2 separate regions of the Mus musculus genome follow, and region 2 is linked to region 1. Evidence: chromatin contacts called from public promoter capture Hi-C data. All regions are on one chromosome and are shown on one strand. The core of a region is the stretch at or near the end of the contact, and the rest is flanking DNA. Distances in the headings are between cores, read along the strand shown.

Region 1 (7,138 bases), core at 2,934-5,433:
CTTTTTCCCTAGAGTTATCTAGCCACAGGTATTTGGCTCTTTTAATAGTGTCATGTATAGGTTCTATTTCATGGGTTGAAACTTAGATCCAATCAGAAAGTGACTGGTTACTATGCCCAGAGCATTAATATTACAAGAAAACATTACCATTTATTGACAAGGGGGCATCTCAAATTAACTGATCCACGTTGTTTTTTAAAACATAATTGGCATCAGAAGCTGTTTACAGTCTCCGAATCCAGCAATGATGTCATCCCTAAGCGACAAGAAGCCGCATGCATTTGTTGCCATGGCAACTGCCACACATTCCCGGCATGCCCCTCACCTGTGAGCCTCGCTTGTGCGTGTTGGTGTGCGTGTTATGTCATGACTGGAATAAACGGCAGAGACCCCAACCCCTCGCCCTTCTTTGCCTCCTTCTTTCCTCCTTCTCTTCCCTGCCCACCCCCCCAAAAAAACTCTTCTCGTGGAGCTGTGATGGCCTGATGTGACCTGTCCAGATACAAGCCGCTTTCTAACACAACAATAATCTTTTTGTATGTTTAATAAACTACAATATATAAACATAATTTTATATGCTTCAGGGAACAAAGGCAAAATTCCAGGAGCTTGCTTTATTGCAGCAGTCTGGGCTTGGAATGGCACCCTGGCATCCCAGCAACTTGGGAATACAACAGGACTCTCTGTTATCAAGTGCTCCCTAGCCTCTGCTGGCACTCATGTTTTCCTCTACTTCTCCAGGTTACCTACCTCACACCAGCCATTGTGGCTTCCCTGGCTGCAGAGTCTTCATCTCTCCCCTATCTCTTTCAACACATTCTCTGGTTCCTAGCCAGAGTAGATTTTTAAACTGCAGAAGTCATGACATCACCGTAATGTTATGTAATTCTTCACTGGTTTCATTTCTATTAGAGTTTATTCCAGCTCCCTCACAGGAACTCCTACCTGCTTGCAGATGAGTACACTGATGACCTGGCCCCACCCTGGACCACCTTCCCACACCCTGTGCAGCATCCTGAGCTGACAGAGCGGGGCCTCCCAGTGAAGAGATGGACCATTCTCGTTCTCTGCAGTACATTCATGTCCTCTTCAGGGGAATGTGAATGCCAGGCTCCCAGGAGACACTGAAACACCCAATGGCTTCCTTCAGAAAGCCTTTGCTGAGCCTCCATTTCCTCATCAACTGTTGCCAATACCTACCCCAGGCCCCACAACACCATATTTAATTTGCATGTTTTAATAATTAATCAGAGATAAAGCCACTGAGACCAGGAGAGCCCAAAAAGGAAGAGAAACTGCATGAGCTGGATTTTGATGATGCTTTCGGTGTGGGCCATCTTTCTTAAGCTGTCTACATCCACACTTCTTTTATCCTGAGAAAAAGAAACTACTACACTTCAAATCATTTTTATTTGGCTTTCCTGTTATAGGCAGAAAAGTGGTATTCTGAAACATACAATAATATTTTTATTTTATTCTATATGTGTGAAGGGGGAAGGATATATTGAGCACCAAAATGACTTTTTTTTTTTTTAATTTGGATTTGCTCTCTTGGGAATGCATTTTTCCTCTACACATGAACTAGTCTACTTGAGTAAAAAAAAAATGTTGACCTTCCAAGCAAATTACCCCATCTCAGTGGCTGAGAGTGCTGAAGGTTTGTCTTTCCTGCCTTCTGCTTCCCAGGGGGATTTTTTAAAAAAAGGAGAAAATGTGGAGGGAGCATGACAATACGAACAGATGGAGAAAATAAACATTCTTACCTGGTCAGCTGTCGGGTGGTCTGCAAAACTAGAATTTCTTAGACCCCAGTGTGACCAAGAAGTATTGGACATGTGCTGCAGAGACAGCTCAGTGGTCAAAAGCACAGCTACTCTTCCAGAGGGCCTGGGTTTGATTTTCAACACCTACACGGTCGCTAAGGATCATGCATAGCTCCAGGTTCATGGGCTTCTGGCTTCTGAGGGTATGTGCTTTTGGTGTATAGATATATATGCAGGCAAAACTCCCATACAGGAAGGTTAAAACACACACACACACACACACTGGATCCTTTACCAAATTAACAATAAGGAAAACCTAAAGGCTGTGACGTCGCCTCTGAGGGAAGGCCAGCGCTGCGCTCCTCAGCAGCGTCTCTCCCCAGGCAGAAGTTGACATGTGAGTGAAGACATACTTGGTCCCGTGTAAGAAAAAGCAGTAAATCTTTCAAACAAAATTTCTGTTACTTGGGCTATTTTCTTGTCAGTTTGGGGGTCTCCGTTTCCACAAGTGTAAGATGAGAAGTTCTCTGCACTTCTGAGCAATAGCAAAAATGGCCTAGATTCAGAATAACCTTTTCCCATTCAGAAATACATCCTCAACTTATTTAAGTTAGTAACTCCTGTCTCCCCAGGGTTCTGGAAACCATCTTAAAAAACTTTGATTCCCTGGTCATGAGACAAGGGAACATAGTTGCTTTTCAAGTACACCCAGTACGGGTCACTGTTAGCAACTTTAATTGATGGTGAGTTTTTAGAAATTGTGATCACAAAAGTGTGTTTGGCGATTCCTGCCTAAATAATATGTAGTGCCCAGCAGACTGGTGAGGTAAGAGCCGTTGAATCCAGTAGAAGAAAGCATTTCTAAATAAATCAGTATATACAATAACATATTTAAACATGGAGTGTGTGGTATATTGCATATTTTGAAGGTTGAAATGATACAAAAAGACTGTACTGCAGAGAGGCTAATGTGAGATACATACTGAGACTCTCCAGCAAGCAAGCAAACTAAAAAAATCCTGGGACCCTGGGGCTCAGCATCACTGGGTAAGTGAACTGATAGAATGCCTTTCATCCTCCAACTGGTAACGTGTTATTACAGAGATCAGCAACAGGATAATCAATGCAAAGCCCGAGTGAAGGAACCCAGAGCTCTTCTGTATCTTGTCCCAGGTTGCCCGGTGATCTTCAGTGTACTTCAGGCAACATGTGGTCAGGGATTTTGAGAGATTTCCTCCTGGACTGCTTCAGAAGTGCATACTGCCACCTTGTGGACATTCTGTGAATCTGCAATTAAATGTTTCTAAGTGTGATAGTTAACTAGAAGAGACAAGAAACAAAATGTTTTTATAAATATGCCAATGTGAAAAATTCATATACAGACTTCAGGAAGAATACACTAGGACGGAAAGATTGCGATTTTGTTGAATGAGTTAAATAGCAATAGCAAACAAAATTCTCAAAGCTCTGGCCGTTTTAGTGTTTTAGGAACGAGGGGTCCATGAACGTCTGTGAAAGTTTTGTCAGAAGACTCACTCCAGTTGGCACAATAATTGATAATCTGATTTTTATTACACCAAGATCCAGCCTAGGCTCGATGCTTATGTGGACAGCGCTCGGCTGAGCTCTGCGCTCCATGGCACTTTTTCTATCCTTTGACATCATGCTCAGGTTTTATCTCAAGAGGAAACAACAGAGAGAGAGAGAGAGAGAGAGAGAGAGAGAGAGAGAGAGAGAGAGAGAGAGAGAGAGAGAGAGGGAGAGAGAGAGAGAGAGAGAGAGAGAGAGAGAGAGAGAGAGAGAGAGGAGAGAGAGGGAGGGAGGGAGGGAGGGAGGGAGGGAGGGAGGGAGGGAGGGAGGGAGGGAGAGAGGGAGGGAGAGAGAGAGAGAGAGAGAGAGAGAGAGAGAGAGAGAGAGAGAGAGAGAGAGAGAGAGAGAGATACAAGGCCAAACTTGGAACTGGAGAAAGACGGAGAGCATCAGAGTAGATTAACAAAGGTGGACCGTCATCTCAGCAGGGAGGAAGGACTGTTTCTACTCCAATTTGAGGGATTTGTATGTTTATTGTAAGGCGTGGCTGATCACACAGGATCCAAAGCCTAGGAGAGAGACTTCCAGGTCCGCTCTCTGGGAGAGAATCCCTGGGAACTTGAAATGCTGAGGTGGACTTGGGTATGTTGATGGGGGAGGGGTGGCGACCCTGTACAGTCTTAGAGACTGCAACTTGGTAGGAGGCAGCAGAGGGAGGGATCTTGAGGAAGTAGAAACTTTCTTTCCAGAGCAATACAGCAGGAGTCGGGGAGGAATTTTAGGCGCCTACTGCTCTTGCTTGGGCTTGGTGTCCAGTTCTACCTGCTGTGAGCAGGATCCTCGAGCCTCCACCACAGGGAGGGAAGGGCCGGCCGGGCCTCGAGGGCTGAACGTTGGCGTCCTTGCCCTTCATCTTCCAGGGGGTGATGCTAGGCATACCTCATCCCTCCCTTTGACTGGACCTGCTGGGGAAGAAGGCACAGCAGGAGCCCTGCCACCTTCAGCCCGGGCCTGACCCAGCGGTCCAGGTACTGAATTTCAGGAATTCATTCTATCAAGGGCCATAGACCCCAGCAAGGGAGACCATTTAAATTATCTATAAAGGTCCCAGTCTAACAGAAAGGGCCCATTTCATTATGGTGTATAGCAACTTTGTTGGGATGCAGTCTTAGGAGCTATTTTTTTTCTATGCATCCTTGATGTTATCACCCATGGAATATTTGTGTTCTGCTCCAGAGAACAGTAGTGATTTTCTCCTAAAAACTCAATAATACTGGAGTGAGCATATCTAAAAGGTATGTTTACCAATTAACATGTTCTGCTAAAGGCATAGGAAACCACCACATTATTAACACACACACAGTATGACTTCAAAAAAAAAAAAAAAAAAAAGCCTGCAACATTCTGGCATTGCTTTGGTTTGTTGAAAGAATCCCTGCCCAGCAGTAGTTTGCCTGTGACGCTGACTCTTCTCTAGAGGCTAGTCTGAGCAGGCCAGTATTTTCTAAAGGGAATTGGACAGTACTTTAAGATGTGGTTTGGGTATACAAAGAGAAGATTGCTCAAATTCCACAGTTTGTATTTCTTTTCCTATTCCATGCAGAAGTCGACAAATGGCAAGCAAAAAGCGTGAAGTCCAGCTACAGGTGGGTCTATCGTGCCAGCAGGTCTTCTTCTGGTGCAATGACACTTGCCACCTCTTACCATATTTTGCTTTTTGCAGTCAGTCGTCAATAGTCAGAACTTGTGGGATGAGATGTTGCTGAACAAAGGCTTAACAGGTACGGGGGCTCTCTGCTGTCAGTGTTCAGGTTTGTTTCCATACCTTGCAGAATTCAACTCCCTGTTTCAAAGCTGCCTTCCTGCCTTCCTCCCTGGGTCCTTCACCTGGGATGGGAATGCGACAGCCTCCAGATTCTTTGACTCTGCCTTTTGACAAATGTTACTATTTCCCAGTGATTGATGTTTACCAAGCCTGGTGTGGACCTTGCAAAGCCGTGCAAAGTTTATTCAGAAAACTAAAAAATGAACTGAACGAAGATGAGATTCTTCACTTCGTCGTTGTAAGGTTTTTGGTTTTGTTCAATGTGTTTGCTGTGTTTAAAGATCTCCTTGTACTTCAAGTATTTTATTAGTTTAAGGAACCTGCCAGTCTCTACTCTAAACAATGTTGGCTCCATAGTCTTAACTATTTGCTTAGTTCTACTAGGTTTGAGAATTAGTATGAGTTTCATCAAATTCCCAGGATGCTGAGATAACTCATCATGACTGAAACCTCAGAAAAGTATAGTAATGGACATCTGTTGACATTGTCACATGGCATGGTCAATATGTGTCCCTGAGTTAAGATTATCAGGGACTGTTTCCTGGGTGACACAGAGTAGAACCCTGGGCACCTATCTATGCACACATGTTTCAAAGTAAGTAATTTCTCTTTTAGCTGTTAGTTATCAAAAGTGACAAGGGATTAAATCTCACCGTCAAATGCACTTGACTCAGTTGTACTGATTATTCAATCTATAGCCAGATATAATTTATAGTTCAGTCTATATCCAGTTAACATTTGGTTAGAATCTTTCTGTCCAATATGGCTTTATGCACAAACAGAACACTTGAGAGCTATCCAGAGCCACTGTAGAAATGCATTTTCAATTTTAATTAATTTAAATTTGAAAATTGAGGGCTGTTGGGCTAGTTCAGTGGACAAAGGCACTTGCTGGCAGGCATGATGATGTAAGTTTGGTCCCTGGGACTCAACTGAAGGAAGCCAAGAAAGAGTCTTTCCTTTTCTCTGTCTGTCGGTCTGTCTGTCGGTCTATGGGTTTGTCAGTCTCTCTCTCTCCTTTCTTGGCTTCTTATACACACAAATTTTAAAAATTATAAAACTGATGCTACTAAATTAAATTATTGTGGAATCTACTGTTTGAGACAATTTAGCTATGTGAATCTAATTTTTTATTAGAGTTCAATTATTGATTAATAATTATTCATTTAATATTAAGATATGCTTTAAATATTAAAAAGTTATAAAATAATAATTTTTAAGATTTATTTTACATGATCCATATTGAACAGATAGAGAATACATTTCTCCTAGATAGATGCATACCTGAGTGAGCTAGCTGCAAACAGCAGAAAGAGATAACTGGTATGTGCATTTTTACTCTAGGTTTTTAAACTACGTAGTCCATGAGTCAGACACAAAACCTCCACCCATGGGATCTTTTAGGTGCAGGCCTTCCCTGTCATCTAAAGGACCCTTGCACAGTTTTCTTCCTGACCTTACCTGTCGACTAGTCCTCCCCTTCTGCAGAAACATCCTGTAATTCTTTCTTTATATTTTTAAATTATGTGCATGTGTTAGTCTGAATACATGTGCATCTCTGTGTGTGTTTCTGTGAGTGTATGTATGTCTGTGTGGGTGTGTGTATGTCTCTCTGTGTGTCTATGCCTGTCTGTCTGTGTTTCTCTCTCTCTCTCTCTCTCTCTCTCTCTCTCTCTGTGTGTGTGTGTGTGTGTGTGTGTGTGTGTGTACACACATGCAAGTGTCCCAAAAAGACAGAGGTGTCAGAAACCTTGGAGCTGGAGTTACATGTAGTTGGAAAATCATTGCTTTCCTAACAAAGCTAGTGAGACAGCCCCACTGCCTGTAGCACAGTATTGAAAGAGACATTCTGTCCTGTGATGGACAGTGACCTGTCAGGAGGGAGCAACAGACATCCTTTAGATCAAGACCACGTGGGCTGAAATAGAGGAGTGATGGCAAGACCAGAAAGTGAGGAACGTAGCAACAGAGGTGGGTTTGACTAAGGAGACACTTTTGCTTTTGTTTTTTTGGTTTTTTA
Region 2 (7,138 bases), core at 1,820-4,319, 1.3 Mb before region 1:
CAATCCTGGAGGAAGACCTGGGCAAATCTCAAAGAAGAAACCTGAGTGAATTGGCCATTAGAAGAGAAGATGAAGACAGAGATGGTTCTCCCATTGGCTCCTGTGATGGTTGATACTGTCAAGTTGATATGATCTAGAATCACTCAGAAGACAAACCTAATTAGGCCTGTGAAAAAGTTTCTAGATTGAGTTAATTGATATGGGAAGACCCACTATGAATGTTGGCAGCAGTGTTCTATGTTCTGTGGTCCTAGACTGACTGACTAAGAAAAAAGTGAGCTAAGAACCAACAGCTATCATTCTTAGCTTCTTGATCATGCTAGCTATTATCATCAGTGTTGTCTTTGTCGTTGTCATCATCATAATTTTGGCAAGATCATACAGCCAGAGTCATCTGGTGAAATAGAACCTCAATTGAAAAAATACCTCCACCCATTTGGCATGTGGACAAGTCCATGGGACATTTTCTTGATTAATGACATCATGTTGGACTGTACCCTCAAACGGTATCCCAGATAAACCTACCTTCCTTAAGTTTCTTTTGTCAAGTATTTTGATACACCAACAAGGAAATAACAACCTAGCCCCACACACCAGTTGTTGTGACAGTATTGGGATTCATTACTTATTTTCACTTCATATTTATTTACGTCGCATTGGTATTTTTCTCAAAAACAGAGATAGGGTATAGTGGCTTGAATATGCTTGGCCCAAGGGAAGTGGCACTATTAGGAGGTGTGGCCTTGTCAGAATAGGTGGCCTTGTTGCAGGACGTGTGTCACTGTGTAAGTGAGCTTTGAGGTCTCCGAGTGCTCAAATTGTGCCAGTGTGGAAGAGACTTTTGGCTCCCTGGGGTTCTCTAAGTTTAGATTTTTCAAAACCTATTTTAATAAGGGTTCTTAAACATTTCAACCTCCATTCTAGCCCACTGATCAAAAGTATGGAAGAAAGATTGTTAATAGGAAAAGAGGGGTGTGGAGCTGTTTAGAAGTAGTTCTTTCGGGTTATTTCAAACACGAATCAGCAGCAGCGACTCGATCCAGAAAAAACTGAGAGGCTCTGCCAAATTGGCATGAGTTCATGGGAGTGGCAAGAAGAAGCCGGAAGTTCTTTGGTGCATTTCTCGCTATGAAGTCACAACAAGCAAAGACCAGCAAAGCATTGCAAGGTAAACCAATGCAAGAGCATCGTCACTGTCTGTTGGGTTCCACTTATATTCTTTCCAAACTTCACATATCCCCTCAAGTGTCTGCCCTAGCAAAACATCCTTTCATGTTGTCTGCTTCAGCAAAACATCCTCTCATAAGACAGCTTCTAGAAAAACATCACATGACACAACTGAGTCTCCAAAGAAACCAGAAATGTCCACTTCACAGTCCCCTCCTGGCTGCCTTTGGAACTCGGCTCCTCCGGCACCATGTCTACCTGCACACTCCATGTTTTCTGCTATGATGATAATGGACTAAACCTCTGAAACTGTAAGCCAGCCCCAGTTAAATGTTTGTCTTTATAAAAGTTGCCTTTGAACTGGTGTCTCTTCACAGCAATAAAACCTTAATTAAGACATAGGGTCAACGGTTCTTTTGTGCCCCTTGATTCCTCAGCGCTCAGGAATCTGGTCAGGGCTCAGGTCTCAGCCATTAGTGCCCTCTTGGGCTGAGCCAGTCTGGAGCTGGAGTTGCTGTGCTATTCTTAGGATGCTAAACATTTCTCAGAGGCTTAGATGTTAAAGGCTTGGTGCCTGGGGTTTTGGGGAGTGGGTTAAGCTTCAAAGAGGTGAAGCATGGTGAGAAGGCTTTAGGTGGCTGGGTGCCTGCTGCTGCAGAATATTCTAACAGCCTGGCCTCTTCTTCTGCTCTTGCTTCCTAGCTCTGTCACGAGAGGTTTTGCTCTACCACAGTCTTCTGACAAGATACACGGCCCCGTCTTGGGATCTCAACAATGAGTCCATTTGAACATGTGCAGAACTAAACAACTATGAGTCAAAACAAATCTGCTCTTAATATAAGTTAATTATCACAGCTATTTTGTGAGAGTGACAGAGAGCAGAGTATTACATGGTTCAATTACACAGCAAGGTAACTCTGTAAGAGACTCTAGGCAGGGTTCTTGGCAGTGCCAGGAAGAAGGACCCTTGAGCTCCTCTTTACTCTGACAGCCTTCCTATTCAGTTCCACTGGATTCCTCACATTTTTCCCTTAAATGCAGGTTTTTCCCTTTAATAAAGACTAATTCACTTTATATGAGGAGTGTTTTGCTTGCATGTATTTATATGTACCACATGAGAGGTCTGAAGAGGGAGTTGGATTTCTGTAGCTATGGGTGGTTGTGAACAGCAGGTACTCCTAACCACTGAGCCATCTCTCTAGCCTGGTCCTTACAACTTTTATCATAAGTCTGGTCCCTTTGGCCATCTGGAAGATAAGACCTTAAAATAAAATTCTGTGCTAGCTTTCCCTTCCCCTCACCCAGCAGCAAAGCAATAAAAGACAACCAACTTCATGTGTATTTTGGGAACAGCAATGAGATGCAGTGAAAATTTTAGAAATTATTTTATTTGTAGGTGTTTCACTTGCATGCATGACTATGTACTACATGTATCCTGGTACCTGTGACAGCCCAGAGCAGGGTGTCAGATCCACTGGAACCAAATTTACAGATAGTTGTGAGTCTTGATGCAGGTGCCACATTCAATTAAAGTAAGAGCAGTCAGTGCTTTTAGCCACTAAGCCACCTCTCTAGCCTCAACTATAGATGCTTTGGAATGAAGAGAAGTGGATAGACTTCTTGTTAAAGCAATAAGCAGTTTTAGTGCAGGACTCTCTGAGCTTTATTGAGACGGAATGATTAAGATTTCAAATAAAACCAGTAACAAAATTACATTGTAACAAGTACTGGTGCTTAAAAGTAATATGAGATGCCAAAACACTGAAATGAGTTGTGTGATTGACAAGATTGCATAAGAGGACACATTGGAAAGTAAGCATGCTCGGCTTCCAGACTCACACCCAAGCCTTGCACTCTCAAACTCATCTCCCACGTTCTTATCGTCTCCTTTAAAGAGTAGTCCCTGGTAGTACGTCAGTGCCTCTGGTGGATCTGCCTCCAGGGCACATGCTCAGGTTGTGCTCAACCGAGAATGGTGCTGTGAGGGAAATGAATGGTGTAACATTTTTAAAGTTATTGCTCCCTCCCCCACCAAAGCTTACATAAGTCTTGGCAAACAACCCATGAATGGAGCTGAAGCTGCTAGGATGACTGAAAATTCCCAGTGTACCTTCCAAGGCCCCAGGAGAGACCTTCAAAATGTGTCCACATGCATTTTGAAGCTTGTGGAAGCATGGTGTTTCCAACATAATGTTTTCAGGTTATGAGTTACAGTCCATTGTCATGGGAAGCCATGGCAAAGGCAGCAGTGCTTATTGGCTTGCTTCTCTTGGCTTGCTTAGTCTGTTTTTTTATGCAACACAGGACCACCAGGGGTAGTGACACCAGGTCTGGGCTAGGCTTGTCTGTTATAATTGGTAGTCAACCACATCAATCACTAATCAAGAAATGCCCTATAGAACTGTCCACAGGTGAATCTTATGGAGACAATACCTCAGCTGAGGTTCTCTCTTCCCAGATAACTCCAGTTAGTGGCAAGTGGACAAAGGTTAACCAGCACATGGGCCATGGATGAGGAACAAGATATGAGATGAATGGAACTGGAGGCTAGTTGGTGATGTTGGCTTCCAGGCCTCAGGTGTGCCTGGTGAGTAGATTTGGTTCCTAATGGTACCTAGTATTTCATTGCCAGAAATACATTTAATGATAAAGCATGAATTGTGAACTCTTGATGACACAATTATGCCCACACCAACCTTAGAACTTTGACTTTATTGAGGCAAATATTGGAGTGCAGACAGTTTATTTTGGAAGCAGGACAAGAGAATCAGGGCTGTAAGGGGTGGGGGTGGGCCAGCATTGCTATAAGAATGTGTTCAGGTCATTGTTGTAGGTTAAGGGGGCTGATGTAAGAAGTCCACCAAATGCCAGTAACTGAGGAGACTTGTGCATGATTTCAATAGTTCCTACTTGCCACTGTGGGGCCAACTGTCTCATACCTGTGGGCTACACCAAGCACAGGGGTACCTCTGGGCGTACAAAGATTGAACCCTAAATCTGTGGCATCTCAGAAAAGGCTGAGGAAAGTGAGACACAGAAAAGAAAGTGATTGCTAGACTTCCCTTTACAAGGAACTTGAATGTCCTCAGACCCTGGTATCCTTGCAAGTCCTGGAGTCAATTGCCCACAGAGATGGAGAGAAGACTCTAGTACAGATTGAAGTTCATATATGCACAGGAACTCTGATCAGGATCCTTGTAGAAAATGGTATATAGTATTTGTATATAACCTACACATGCCTATGTACTTTCAATCATCTCTAGATTATTTATTGTGACGTAAGTTTTTCATTACTATAACAAATACCCAAGATAATCAGCTTAAAGGGGATTTTCGGGATAGCATCTGAAATATAAATGAAGAAAATACCTAATAAAAAATTGGAAAAAGTGTTTCAGAGTTGAACAGAGAAGACTTGCTGTGGGAAGCAAAGGACATTGCTGTTAATGGACATTGCCATTAAGGTCTGTCCCCAACTGAGAGGAAAGTGGTCTGCAGAGAGGCTGCTGAAGAAGGTCTTCTGGGCCTGTTGCACAGCAGCCCCTGGAATGAGCAGGTGGGAGGGTTTATCCACCTTTCTCTCCCCCAGTGATGCGCCTTCCGCGGAGACTCAGTGTCCTCCTTGGTCTCCAAACACCTCTTCAATCTGAGAGTTGAATGGATTCTCCTTTCCCAGGACATGAGGCCATTGAAGCTGTATCTTTTCCCAGACACGATTTGCTTGCAGAAGTGAAGCCACCTGCAAGAGAGCCAGAGGGAAAAGGCACTTCATGGCAAGGGACCGATCAGTAGGCCTGGGATGCCGCTCAGTTGGCAGAGGGCTTACCTAGCAGAGAGAAGCCCAAGCTTTACTCCAAGTGCCACATGACAGATCACTGAGGCACACGCCGAATCCCACCTCTCTAGACGTAGAAGCAGGAGGATCCGAAGCTCAAGTTCTCCCTTGGGCTACATGATACGTTTGCAGCCAGCCTTGTATACATGAGATCTTGTCAGACAACAGCACAACAGGAAACTCACTATCCTGATTCAGTAATTCTTTATTTCTTAAACTTTTTATCATATCGATGCTAATATTATCTGGGAGAAGCAATTTAAAAGAGGAAGAATTTCCTTTGCTTATGGACTGCAGATACATCATGGAGCAAGAGTATGGTAGAGAGAAGCTGTTCACCTCATGGCAAACAGGAAGCAAAGAGGAGACCGACTGAGGCCAGGGGCATGATGTTTTTATAAACACCTACTGTCAGGGACTCCATTGCTTCAGTCAGGTTCCAAAGTTTACTGCTCCTCTCACAATCATGCCATCAACTGGGGAGCCTAGAATTTAACACTAGAGTCTGGGGGACATTTCCTGGTCAAAGCTCAGCATTTTCCATTGTAGGAAGATCTGAGGACTGTCCCTGAGTTCCCTGCTTCCATCTCTGTGTATCCAATCCCTTCCCCTGAGGTGGGTGGGGTCTATCACCTTGTCCTAATCATTACAGTGGTGATGAACAGATGTCACATTAGTGATTGTGCTTCATAAAACAGAACTTGGTCTTGCTTGTCTGATGCTATAAGCAGCTGGTCTGATGCTATAAGCAGTGAGCTGATGCTATAAGCAGCTGGTCTGATGCTATAAGCAGTGAGCTGATACTATAAGCAGTGAGCTGATGCTATAAGCAGCTGGTCTGATGCTATAAGCAGTGAGCTGATGCTATAAGCAGTGAGCTGATGCTATAAGCAGCTGGTCTGATGCTATAAGCCGTGAGCTGATGCTATAAGCAGCTGGTCTGATGCTATAAGCAGCTGGTCTGATGCTATAAGCAGTGAGCTGATGCTATAAGCAGCTGGTCTGATGCTATAAGCAGTGAGCTGATGCTATAAGCAGCTGGTCTGATGCTATAAGCAGTGAGCTGATGCTATAAGCAGTGAGCTGATGCTATAAGCAGCTGGTCTGATGCTATAAGCAGTGAGCTGATGCTATAAGCAGCTGGTCTGATGCTATAAGCAGCTGGTCTGATGCTATAAGCAGTGAGCTGATGCTATAAGCAGCTGGTCTGATGCTATAAGCCGTGAGCTGATGCTATAAGCAGTGAGCTGATGCTAACCCCCAGCTAAAGTCCAGCAAGAAGCCGGGTGCTCAGTCCTACTCCAAATCTGTCAACTCAGGTAAGTGTGATGTTGTTTTCTCCGGTTTTGTCTCTGGATGATCCCAGAGCCTGGGTAATACACCTAGATTGTAGTTTGTGGCATCCATCCTAAGGGCGGGGCCAGGTCAGGCTATGACTATCAAAAACTTCAAAGTAACATGTCCATCCTTTTAAGTTCCTAGATTTGTGACTTAGAAACATAATAAGCACATGTTCCCCAAAACCCACTCCTGTACTCCAGGAGACAGCTAACAATTCCTTCTGGTGGTCTAAGGCCTGGGTGCTAATGAGTAGAAGAAGCCTTCTCTGGAGGAGCTCCTGGGTAGGCCAGCAGCCAGACAAGTGAAGTGACCTCACACCTGGAGGGCTATGAGGGAGAAGCACAAGCCAATAGGGAGGAAATACCAACTCTGCATGGAAGGAAAAGGAAAGGCCCTCTTGGGAGAAGCTGAACTTTTAAGGGTAGGCTCAGGGTGTTTCTTGGGGAAGCTGTGCACTAGGCAGAGGCTAAGGTGTATGCAGATGACCCATAGCTCATGGGAAGGGAAGGAAAATGACGAGGTCTGGGAGCTTCAGGCACCCAGAAGATGAGGGTGGACAGGGAGACTGTTAGGGCTTGGATCCTGAAAAGACACTGGCTTGGATTCCAAGCAGGGTGAGCATGGTCTCTTATGCCAAATGCCACTTTCTTGGCTTTTGTAGCTTTATGCTGGATTTGCTTTGTCCCCAGTGGTAGCAGGAGCTAGTCTTGGTTGTCCAGTTCTCTGCTATCCCCTGTGCATTGGATGAGGAGGCTTTTCCTAGGCAGATGATGCAAGGTCTGGCTGGTTGTTGGA

What was found. Promoter capture Hi-C pulls out the DNA fragments that hold promoters and counts their contacts.
Region 2: a promoter capture Hi-C map of liver shows a contact between it and region 1, with 3 times the contacts expected there. The contact joins the enhancer-like site here to the promoter of Nme8 in region 1. A contact is called at or near these places in 7 of 39 promoter capture datasets (embryonic stem cells, frontonasal cranial neural crest, hippocampal neurons and 3 more), 1 of 484 Hi-C or Micro-C datasets (cerebellum) and 1 of 9 other capture datasets (embryonic stem cells).

Annotation. Positions count from the first base shown.
Region 1 is chr13:19,694,805-19,701,942 of GRCm38.p6, reverse strand. Nme8 (NME/NM23 family member 8) reads left to right here and starts at 4,183. Exons shown (of 17, transcript NM_181591.3): 1 at 4,183-4,321; 2 at 4,897-4,939; 3 at 5,017-5,074; 4 at 5,250-5,356. The coding sequence starts at 4,907.
Region 2 is chr13:21,020,977-21,028,114 of GRCm38.p6, reverse strand. It overlaps Aoah (acyloxyacyl hydrolase), which reads right to left. Exons shown (of 21, transcript NM_012054.4): 21 at 3,861-4,906. The coding sequence ends at 4,778. Among named protein-coding and RNA genes, the nearest start is that of Gm32242, 14 kb to the right of the region's middle. Within about 2 kb of position 3,069, at least 4 of the 459 cell types and tissues checked have an H3K27ac peak or open chromatin away from gene starts, as enhancers often do. A contact at or near this core is called in liver, where this site is marked.